3 separate regions of the Mus musculus genome follow, and all the other regions are linked to region 3. A link is a contact called in public promoter capture Hi-C data. All regions are on one chromosome and are shown on one strand. The core of a region is the stretch at or near the end of the contact, and the rest is flanking DNA. Distances in the headings are between cores, read along the strand shown.

Region 1 (3,575 bases), core at 1,062-3,561, 2.6 Mb after region 3:
GTGGAGTAAAATCCATGCTGTCTGCCTAGAAAGACTTCGGTGCTGGGGTCCCTCGACCTCTCTGATCTTATTCCTTGGGTTTTGCAAGCCACCTAGTCTTCGTGCTTTTCCTGGAGGTTCCCGAATTAAGATCCATCTGAGGCCTTTCTCACTGAAACAACTTTTCATATCCTCACTCCCTCCATCTCCTCGGAAGGCTTTCCTGACATCCTCTCACGGACTCCTAGTAACCTGCTTTAATTTTCAGTTTCTTCTCCAAACACTTAGAATACTTACGTACTGTTCACCTTAAGAACGGGCTTGGCCATGTTTACCTCTCGTAGCATACAGGGTGTACAGACAACAGTAAACAAGCACACAGATTAACACTACAAGTCACTCTAACATTCACTTTCCTCAGCTACTCGGATTGAAAACTGCTGTTATCAGGTACTTACTTGGTTGATCTGCATAAGTTCTTAAAGGAACTGAAGAAACTCCTTGTAGGCCATGAGATATCCGATTGAAATGGCCTTTCTAGAATAGAAAAAAAAAAGACAAAAGAAATTTTCCTGTTAAGTAAAATATAATTTTTAAAACAGGCTGGCAAAATAGCCCGCTGGCTAAAGGCTCCTGCCACCAAGGGTGACTTCCCAAGTTTAATCCGTGGGAACTATATGGTGGCAGAGACCTGACTCCCAGAAGCTGTCTTCTGGCATCCTTTCATCCTATGTTGCACGCTCATGCCCACAGGCATGTGCACAAGTAATACATGTAATTTAAAAGGTCGATGACAACTGGGGCAAATGTATCAAGCAATAATACTAATGGACTTTCTCTGCCGCAAACAGGTATCCTACCAATTTCCCTTTTTTGTCCATAATATTAAACTTTCACAATCTTACCTTGCCAGGTCTGCCTTATTATTATGAACATTCAATGAACCATTTCATATTAAATCTAATAAAAATATATTTAATGGCTTACAGTTTTATTAAAACTTCAGAAAGCATTGTTAATTTTATTGCCAAGGATCAGTTTAGTATTCTAATTAAAATCCCAAAACTTTGAATTCAGGTATTTAAGTATTTCAATGATATTCATTTCATCTGTCATTCTGCTTCCTAACAAATCTACTTAACAGTCTGTAATCACTTATAAGATCTATAAAGATGTTCTTAAGCCACCAACTGGACTAGGAAAATGTACCAACAACGGAGTGGCCTCACATTCTGGAAGTCCCACAAATTGCATCATAATCTCACACTCTCTAAGCAGTGTGACTACCATTTCCTAAGGCCAGGGCCACATAAAGAAAGCACACTTCCAGCTCCTATCACAGCGAGTAAGCAATGGACAGCAGCGACAATATACTCTGATGCAGCAAGGTTTTTTACTTGAAGACAACTTCTGCACCTGAGATCAAGATATGCCAACCAAAGAGGAACAAAGAACTGTCTGTACTGAGAGACGCGGCTCACCTTCTCCCTAAAACAGTGACATTTTGCGTGTTACATTAACTTTTAAAGACACAGACGGCTCAGCCGTGAAGAGTCTCATTTCTGTATTGTCCCTAAAGTTATCCTGCTACCCTGCCACTAGGCCTCATACATTCAATTTGGCAGCTGTCAATTGGCAGGTGAAATGGGAAAGTTGTTTGGACGACAAACCGCTGCAATTAAAACTATAAGCCCCAGGGCCTGACTGATGGCAGGGTGCACTAGTTTAGAGACGTGAATGAAAACAGATCCTTGGAGGAGGAACTCGCGGGACGGTGTGTTGGAGCTGACCACGTCTGGGCCAGTCGGGCCTCAAGGTTACTTCCCCGCCGTAGGAGAGTAGGCCACCCCCCGGGTCATTAGGATGAGGCGAAAGGTAGGAAGGGGCAGGCCGCGCGTGGCAAGGGTCATTTACTCCTCCCCGAAACTGGGGGAGGGCCCAGGCCCCTGGACCAGCGTCCGGGTCGTGTGGGGCTGCGGGCAGTCATTCCGCAGCAGGGCCCTCCCGAGCCCGGGCTCGCGCTCCCCGCTGCCTCGGGAGGCCGCACCGAGCCGGCATAGAGGCGGGGCCGCGGCGGTTCCCGGCGGCAGGCCGCGTCCGGGCCCACAGCGGGCGTCTAAGTGCCTGTGGTCCAGCATCATCCCCTCGCGGGCCGCCCTCACCTTGGCCAAGGAGCGGTACACACGACTCCAGCTCTGCATCGTCCCTCGGTCCCGTCCCTCCAACCAGGGGTTTTCACCTCCGCTGAACGCCTGGTAAGACTTATCCAAGGTCTCCCCACCCTGCGCCTGCGCAACATATACGTCATCGCCGAGGAGCAGCGCGATTGGCCCGAAAGGCAGAGGCTTTCCGGTCGCTTCGTCGTGCGCTGTCGTGAAGGGCGCTGCGCTTTGTGGCAGCTGGGGAATTGGAGAACTGTTGCTCAAATGACTGGAGTAGAGTTGCAAATTATCCTTGAAAGACGAACTAGATAAATAAAAATGTTGTTTCTTCAGTAAAGCCCACAGAAAGTAAAGTTTAAATAGGAAAGGAAGAAAAGTTTGACAACTTGACAAGCTTATGGTTGTGCTAGATATTCGTGGGCAGTAGGCTTTATCTAGCTTTACAAAAACCGTATGAACTGTTTGCATTTTCTGGATGGAGCCCTGAGAGGTTAAAGAAAGCAAAGGAGAGGTAACTGCAGCTCTACGAACAAAGGCTTTGATTTTAACGGCTGGTTTACAATCTCTGTTCTCGAAGGCAATGGAAAGGATAGGCTTGAACCTTTCTTCACCAACATCCTGTTCTGAAAACTGCGCTAACAAAAAGTATAGAAAACAAGCTCCCTTCTATTTTTGTATTTTGAAAGCACGCCTCCCTTGTAGAAGAAACTAGAAGGGTTGGGATGGTGGGTGAGGTGTTAGGTTTTCATTGAGAGTGCACCTAAAAGATTGCTAACTGTTGTCTATAAGATTGAGCACAGAGCCTGGCGTGGTGGGCTACGCCTTTAATCCCAGCACTCGGGAGGCAGAGGCAGGCAGATTTCTCAGTTCGAGGCCAGGCCAGCCTGGTCTACAGAGTGAGTTCCAGGACAGCCAGAGCTCCCTATCTCGAAAAACAAAAACAAAAACAAAAAAAAAAAAAAAATTGAGCACAGAGATTTAAGGTCTGATACCACTTTGTAATAACAGTCTCTAGTTTAAACCTTAACTCTATACTTCTCAAAAGTTTACAGCCCAGGCACTGTACTGAACTCCATAGAGTTAGGGATTAGATGAATATTACTTCTTACCTATCTATGCCCATTTAGAAGGAAAAAGACATGAATAAATGATTTTTTAATGTTATGACGAAAGCTAGCTGTTACCAAATATTAATCACCACCACAACCCCTTTTTGGTTTCTTGAGAGAGTGTCTCATGTGTCCCAGACTGGCTTCAAACTCAATATAGAGCTTAGAATGACCTTGAATTTATAGTCCTCTTGCCTTCATCTCCTGAGTGCTGGGATTACAGGTGCCCACCACCATGTGTTGCTGATTGCTGGGAACGGAACCCAGAGCTTCTAGTATACCAGGCAAGCATTCTTCACCTGAGTTACATCTTAAGCCCTTGTTT
Region 2 (3,472 bases), core at 626-3,125, 2.3 Mb before region 3:
TGAGTTAGTTGGCAGGTGACTCCAAAAGCTGCATTTTTAACGAGACACCATGCTTTCAGTTAGGAAAGTAAAGACTGGCTACATTACTAAACTCCTGGTGAAAAACGACCAGACCTTGATGTAGGTCCAGTGAGATAACAAAGCTTACAGTCTTTACTGTGGGTAATGAGCCAGGATAGACTCGAGCTGAGTGAGGCAGATCCTGCTGAGTGGTCCTATGTACTGTATGATTCCATTATCACAGCACAGAATCAGGCGAGTCTGACGTGAGCATCAGAAACTGCTTGGGAGTTCCCATGTGGTCAGTGTGGTGACTGGAGGCCAGAGTGTACCTGGAGCACTGGCCAATGACTTTTCTCTTTCCCAGCTGTGCTCCAGGGAGAATTCTTGGCTGAGTGAGTCAGCTGGAAGTGCAGCTAGCATGCTTGCCGCCTAGACACATCTGCTGTGCTTCAGTTAAAGGGTAGCCAGAAAGATAAGGTAGTCTCTAGGTGAGCAGGTGTTCTGGAAAGAGTAGAAGGGCGGAAGGGAGGGAAGGAGGAAGGGGAGGTTCAGAGGAGAAGATGCTGTATTTGAACTTCACTGCTTAATGCATACCTGAGACTGGTTGATAGAGTACGACAGCAAGTCTTGGGAAGAAAATCCCATAACACACCTGTCGAAAATATTTTAAGGCTCCCATGGGGCTGGAGAGGTGGCTCAGTGTGTAATACACAGGCTGGACAGCTCTGAGAATGTGTGTTTAGATCCCCAACACCCAAGTGAACCTGAAACATGGTAGTGGGAGTTTGTACTGCTGGCCCTCCTCCTTCCAGATGGGAGGAAAGACAGGACAATCTGCAAGGATTGAATGCTAATCAATATTGTACATTAGCAGCGAACCAAAGGTAAATCCTGTCTCAAACAGGATTTGACAAGGCTAAGACTGAACTAACACCTGAAATTGTCCTATGATGCTCATAGACTTGCTGTACCCAGCAGCAGACTGAGACACATACACATGAATACACAAACTCTCTCACACACACACACACACACACACACACACACACACACACACACACACACACACACATCATGTGTACACACAGATTGTTTTTTAAAGAGAGAGAGAAGTTTCCATCAATGAATACAGATGGAACAGGGTGAAACTTCTGCCAGGTTGTTTACATAGAGGACTTGGGTCTCCACACACCCACCCCTTCCTCACTTAGTGTTTCTGGAAATCAGATTTCTCTGGGAGAACTCTGTTCCAAACACAAGGATGAATAGGGGTCACTGACCACACACCTCTGCCAACAAGAGTGAGTTCCATGGTCCTGGCCAGGCCAACTCCCAGCCTGGAGGTCCTTCCTGGCTCCCTGGTGCTCCTTTCTCATTCATGCAAATCTGCCTGTTCCCTGGTGTGGCAAATTTTCATGGAGCCCTTCCCATGCCTATCCTATGCACAACTGTCCTGGACCATCCTGGCTTCTGTCTGGTCCAGGAACTTACCAGCCTGTTTGAGCAGAAGCAGTCCTCGCTTGGCCTCCTCCAGGGGCAGCACGAAGGATGTCTTGGCTGTGTGGAAGCAGAAGCCACATTTGTAGTTGCACTGACGAGTGAAGTGGTAGTTGACACTCACGGGGGTTGTGGGCTGAGTGCTGTTCCCATCTTCCTGGGTCTCCTGGGTGTCCTCCGGCTCACCCCGGACCTGTGGCTGTTCCTTCCCGGGATCTAGCCACCCTAATGCTATTCTCAGCCAGCAGAACAGGATGGCCAGGCCACTCCAGAGGGAACCCAGCTGCTGCTGGAACAGGCTCAGCAGCCGAGCAGCTAGAGCAGTGGGCACCAGCATCCCCATGGTGATAGGCACACACCTGCTGCTGCCTGTAAGGGCTTATAAACTGTGGCCCAGCTAGCCACGCCCCCAAGCATTTGATCACTGTGTCACAAGGAGGAGGGAAACACCTCCCTTGACTCAGTTAAACAGAGTTTCTGTTTTCTGAAAATGAAAGTTGGACCAGAGCCAAGACTGAACCTTAGGACGCGCAGGCCAACTCACTGCCTTTCCTTGGCTTCCGGCTGCCCCTATAACCCCTGTAAACATCTGTCCTGATGACGCTGCAAGAATTCCAGCAGCCACGAGTTTCTGAAACAAGTTTCTTACAGACAGACATATAGCTGCATCCTTGCAGGCTGTTATTTTAACAAACAAACAAAATATTTGCATTAAGCCTCTTACAACGATTATCTATGCACACTCAACAATTTTTAAATATTCTGCTCTTTCCCCGCCCACCCACCCCCAAACAAACAAACAAAACAAAACAAACTCACCAAAACCCTAGAGTTTTGTAACTTGGTATGTTTATAGCTTGGTATGTAGCAAGTCAGTTGTATGTTGACCTTGACAGTGCCTGGCAACATTCTCAAAAGGACTCAAGACTGGTATATTCCAGGCAAACACAACAGAGAAATTTGGCAAAGTAAATTTAGTCATTTTATGTTTTTAAAACCTTTTTATTGAATACAATATAATAATACAATAATACAATATATTCTCATGTTTTCTTCTTTTCCATTCCTTCCAGATGCTCTCCACCTCCCTACCCACCCAACTTTATATTCTTTTTTAAGCTACTTTTTAACATATATTTTATTAGATATTTTCTTTATTTACATTTCAAATGTTATCCCCTTTCCTAGTTTCCCCTCCGAAAATCACCCATCCCCTCCTCCTCCCTCTGCTCCACAACCTACCCACTCCCATTCCTGGCCCTGACATTCCCCTATACTGGGGCATAGCACCATCATAGGACCAAGGGCCTCTCCTCCCATTGATGACTGACTAGGCCATCCTCTGCTACATATACAGCTAGAGCCACAAGTCTCACCATGTGTTTTCTTTTATTGGTGGTTTAGTCCCTGGGAGCTCTGGGGGTACTGGTTGGTTCATATTGATGTTCCTACTATGGGGCTGCAAACCTCTTCAGCTCCTTGGGTACTTTCTCTAGCGCCTTCATTGGGTACCCTGTGCTCCGTCCAATGGATGATTGTGAGCATAGCCATTTTAAAACTTGATTCCTTAATAATTGGTTCTTTTTTTAATGTTATTAAAGGACATATGGAGTAAATATTTCTCAAACTCCTCCATTTAAAGTTTTGCCAGTATGGTACAATGCTACAATCCTGAGAGTCACACTCTGTCTGCAGCACGTGGCTGGTGCCTTACCTCTAGGCAAGCTCCTGTGTTTCAGTAATAAGGTTCCTTGGGGCAACACATCTAACTTGCTTGGCTCAGTTCCTGGACCTCTCCTCTTTTGATGTCCCTCTGACATCTTTCGTTGGGAGCTCTGTGTTCTCAAGCTACTTCCTTTGTGTTGTTTCTAGTTCTTCCAGTGTCTGGGGAAGAAGAGAGAGTGCTTGCATACTCTTCTCACAGCCTAAGTGAAGGAAGGTCCAGACAATGCCATGGCTAACGACTGCAAGC
Region 3 (3,616 bases), core at 654-3,153:
GCTGGGAGCACTGACCTGATGATGCCTTTTGGCCCCTCTTTCTGTCAGGCTACGGTAGTCTTCTCTGTTGGCTATTGTAAGCCCTGACTGCATGAGGTGTTGCTGTCTACCGGCTGCCCCAGCCTGCTCTGTGCTATTTGCCCTCTTTGCTTCCTGAGCGCCAAGTCCTCTGAACTGGAACGCACAGCCACCACAGTCCATTCCTCACGGCAGGACACCCATGCCGCAGCACCAATGGGCTTTCCTTCCCTTGGACAGGTGAGTAACAACACAGCACTGCAGGCGTGCGCCAGTTAGCGCATCCATTTACTTGTCAAATGGATGCTTGGGTTCCTTCTAGCCTCGAGCAATCGTGCACAGTGCTTCTGTGAACAGGATGTGTGTCTGTGTGTGTGCGTCTTTGAGACTCTAATTTCAATTCTTTGGTACAGCAAATTCCTATTTCAATGCCCAGAAATCAATGTGCTAGATCATGGCCATCAAATTTTTCTTTTGAGACTGGGTCTTATGTACCCAAAGCCACAGTAAACTTAACTGTTGCTATGTATCAAGGACCACTTTGATCTCTCTCTCTCTCTCTCTTCCCCCCCGCCCCCCGACAGGGTTTCTCTGTATAGCCTGTCCTGGAACTCTCTCTGTAGATCAGGCTGGCCTTGAACTCAGAAAACTGCTTGCCTTTGACTCCCAATTGCTGGGATTAAAGGCATGCACCAACACTGCCCGACCACTTATTTGTTTTTAAAGAGAGAGTTTCTCCAAGTAGCCCTGGCTGTCCTGGAACTCACTCTGTAGATCAGGCTACCCTCGAACTCAGAGATCAGTCTGCCTGTGCCTCCTGAGCGCTCAGAGAAAAGGACCACCACTGCCAAGAGCAATCACAGACCTGCAGTTCCTTCCTGCAACAGCATACACACACTCCGATTTCACCACACACTGGCTGGCTGATACTTTTTTTTTTTTAACATTTATTTAGCTTTTTAATATGTGTGAGAGTTTGTTTTTATAAATCAAGGTCGTAGGTAACCTAAGCTGGCCTTAAATTTGTTATATAGCCTAAGACGACTTTGAACTCCTGAACATCCTGCCTCTACTTCTCAAATGATACAGGCTCAGCACCAACACCTCGTCTTACTGTATTTATTCATTTGTCTATTTATGGTCAGAAGACAATCATGTGGAAGAACAACTCTTCTTCCATCGTGTGGGTCCTGTGGATGCAGCTCAGATTATCAGGAATGGTGACAGACACTGAGCCATCCTGTCAACCCTTGTTTTAGTTTTTAGACTCTATTCATTCTTTCTTTCTTTTGAGGGGGTTGGGGTGTCTCCCTATTTAGCCCAGACTGACCTCAAACTTAAAATATTCCACATCACAATCTCCCGAATGCTTACAGGAAGGAATCACTTTTCCCACACAACACTACTCATTCGTCAGTGGTCAGGTTATGTCTATGGCACCCCATCCTCTATCTCTTAACCCCGACTCTGGCTTACTGCAGTGCTTCATTTATTGTGGGGCTATGACACACCGAGGTCGACAGGAGCAAAAGTTGGGGCAAACCAAAAACATAGCTCGAACACTGGTGATGTAACACGGGCACCTTCTAAGCATGCTAACGAACCCGCACTTTATACACATAAAACCGAGGTCAGGAGGGTGTGTACCTTGTCCAAAACCACAGGGAGCACACAGAATTGGCTAAAGCCCGAAGGAGCCAGCCCCTCGTGGGGCTACTCTGCGTGGCCGAGAGCGGTTGATTACGCGAGGACGCCGCCCTCTGTGGGAAGGTCAAGGGTACCGGCGACCCTCCTCACTGCGACCCGCTCCTCACCTGCCACCCGCCCCTGAGGTCGGGTCACCCACAGGCGAAAAGGGTCCGAAGAGATGACGGAAGACCGGAAGTAAACTCAAGATCCAAGGTCCCGCGCGTTTGTGCGTCTGCGTGTGCTGGCCGCGGAGACCCGACTTCCGCACATGCTCAGTTTGGGAGCCGCTAAGCTCTCCACTGGAAGCCGGGCGCATATCCGGCTCAAGAGCTGTGGGCGGGGCCTAAGGCCAAACTGGGTAGGGGACAAGGATGGTCCTGGAGATTGAAGAAAATCGTCTGTCCTTGGGCCTGTCACCAACCAAGGATGTTTTTTCCTAGGATTTTATCTTTGTGCTAGTTGATTCTCCACGTTTCCCCCCTTGTGTCTGTGGCAGTGTGTGCTAACATCCGTAAAGTTGCGGGGAGGAATTAAGGAGTCAAGAGTCAGCCTTGCTTGCTGAACTCATGGTTGGTTGAGAATCGTCCTCAAGTCAAGAACCTTGCTTTCTTGATTTTCTGTGTCACATTTCTATGACAACGTAAAAACACAGCTCTCATCTCAAAGGGAAGAAGAATTTATTCTGTGAGTGACTATAGCTTGGGAACATAGATTCAGGTCACCGTAGATTCTGCCCTACATGATAACAATTTGATGAAGTTTTACAGTAACAACCAAAAATACCTACTTCTTAAGCACACTTCGGAAGCAGTGGGTAGGTGGGTAGGTCTCAGGTGCTATCTCATGACTTTCATAGCTTTGGGATCGGTGGAAGCTAGTTGCCAGAGGTTTTATCAGAAAGTCAAGGTAAGACAAAGGTGGGCAATGGATGACTACTAAGGGGGCTAATGGTAGCATCACAGAAACTGCTGTCATGAAGGTCAGTCAAGAGATAATGGCAAAGTCAAAACACAGAAGAAACGCGTGTGGAGATCCAGAACTTCATAGAACCAAGACAGTTCATTTCCTATGGTGCATTCTTGCAGTATTTTCCATGCCAGGTCCTAGAGCCTTCTGTCTCTGAGAGCTCTGGACAGTTTAGATCGTGGGCTTAGTTGTGTCTCTGTGCAGGACTGGGTGGTTACGTGAAGTGCACACCGCTCGCTGTATGTCACTGCCCACTTACACCATCACCACAGTCTTGACTCAAGCTTGCAGCATCTTATCTTTAAATGGACATCTAAGAGCCTGCTTCTGAGGCTGGATCGAAGGTCCTGGCAGTGGGTTGGGCAGTGCTCTGGTGCTCAGGACCACGGTTTAGGAGTAAAGCTCTGCCAACCATAATGCCAAGTTAACTGTTCTCTTTAGGGCTCAGATCTTTGGAACTTGAGGGAGCAGCGCAGGATAAGAGCGCCGCCCTGATGGACGTCCATTCCCGCTGCTTTTGCTCCGGGCCCGGCCTTCCAACCCAGGATCTCCTGTAGCTGCTGGGTCTCATGAAAGGCCAAATGAGCATGCGCAGAATAAAGGCCCAGCTGCCATTGGCCACCGGGGAGGAGCGTATTGATGACGCGACGAAGAAAACAGGAAGTGAGCCGTCAGGGAGCCGGTCTGGGTCTCGTAGTCCATTTTTCAGGCGGGGAATGAATGGGTTCTGAGCGATCCCTGGTGAGGGGGGACTCGAGCTCTGAGGCGTGAGTAGCTGGGTAGGCAGAGTATCATGGAAGACGACGCCCCGGTGATTTACGGGCTGGAATTCCAGGTGAGCATGGCGGAGTCGGTGAGGTGCCGCCTGTGCCTGGCCCTCACCAGAGAGCGCCCACACTCAGTCTGGTTCCAAGGATTCTGGGCTTCAAGGCCCGGATTTGGG

Evidence for each region. Promoter capture Hi-C pulls out the DNA fragments that hold promoters and counts their contacts.
Region 1: a promoter capture Hi-C map of pre-B cells shows a contact between it and region 3, with 11 times the contacts expected there. The contact joins the promoter of Dld here to the promoter of Trappc12 in region 3. A contact is called at or near these places in 4 of 39 promoter capture datasets (liver, neutrophils and pre-B cells) and 2 of 115 datasets of contacts at active chromatin or transcription factors (large pre-B cells and thymic regulatory T cells).
Region 2: a promoter capture Hi-C map of pre-B cells shows a contact between it and region 3. The contact joins the promoter of Rsad2 here to the promoter of Trappc12 in region 3. A contact is called at or near these places in 5 of 39 promoter capture datasets (the HPC-7 cell line, hematopoietic stem and progenitor cells, hippocampal neurons and 2 more) and 2 of 115 datasets of contacts at active chromatin or transcription factors (astrocytes and stem cell-derived neural progenitor cells).

The regions. Positions count from the first base shown.
Region 1 is chr12:31,349,160-31,352,734 of GRCm38.p6, forward strand. It overlaps Dld (dihydrolipoamide dehydrogenase), which reads right to left and starts at 2,312. Exons shown (of 14, transcript NM_007861.5): 1 at 2,142-2,312; 2 at 438-516. The coding sequence starts at 2,180.
Region 2 is chr12:26,454,577-26,458,048 of GRCm38.p6, forward strand. It overlaps Rsad2 (radical S-adenosyl methionine domain containing 2), which reads right to left and starts at 1,876. Exons shown (of 6, transcript NM_021384.4): 1 at 1,495-1,876. The coding sequence starts at 1,843.
Region 3 is chr12:28,748,497-28,752,112 of GRCm38.p6, forward strand. It overlaps Trappc12 (trafficking protein particle complex 12), which reads right to left and starts at 1,904. Exons shown (of 12, transcript NM_178811.5): 1 at 1,666-1,904. Eipr1 (EARP complex and GARP complex interacting protein 1) reads left to right here and starts at 3,323. Exons shown (of 9, transcript NM_201357.3): 1 at 3,323-3,508. The coding sequence starts at 3,467.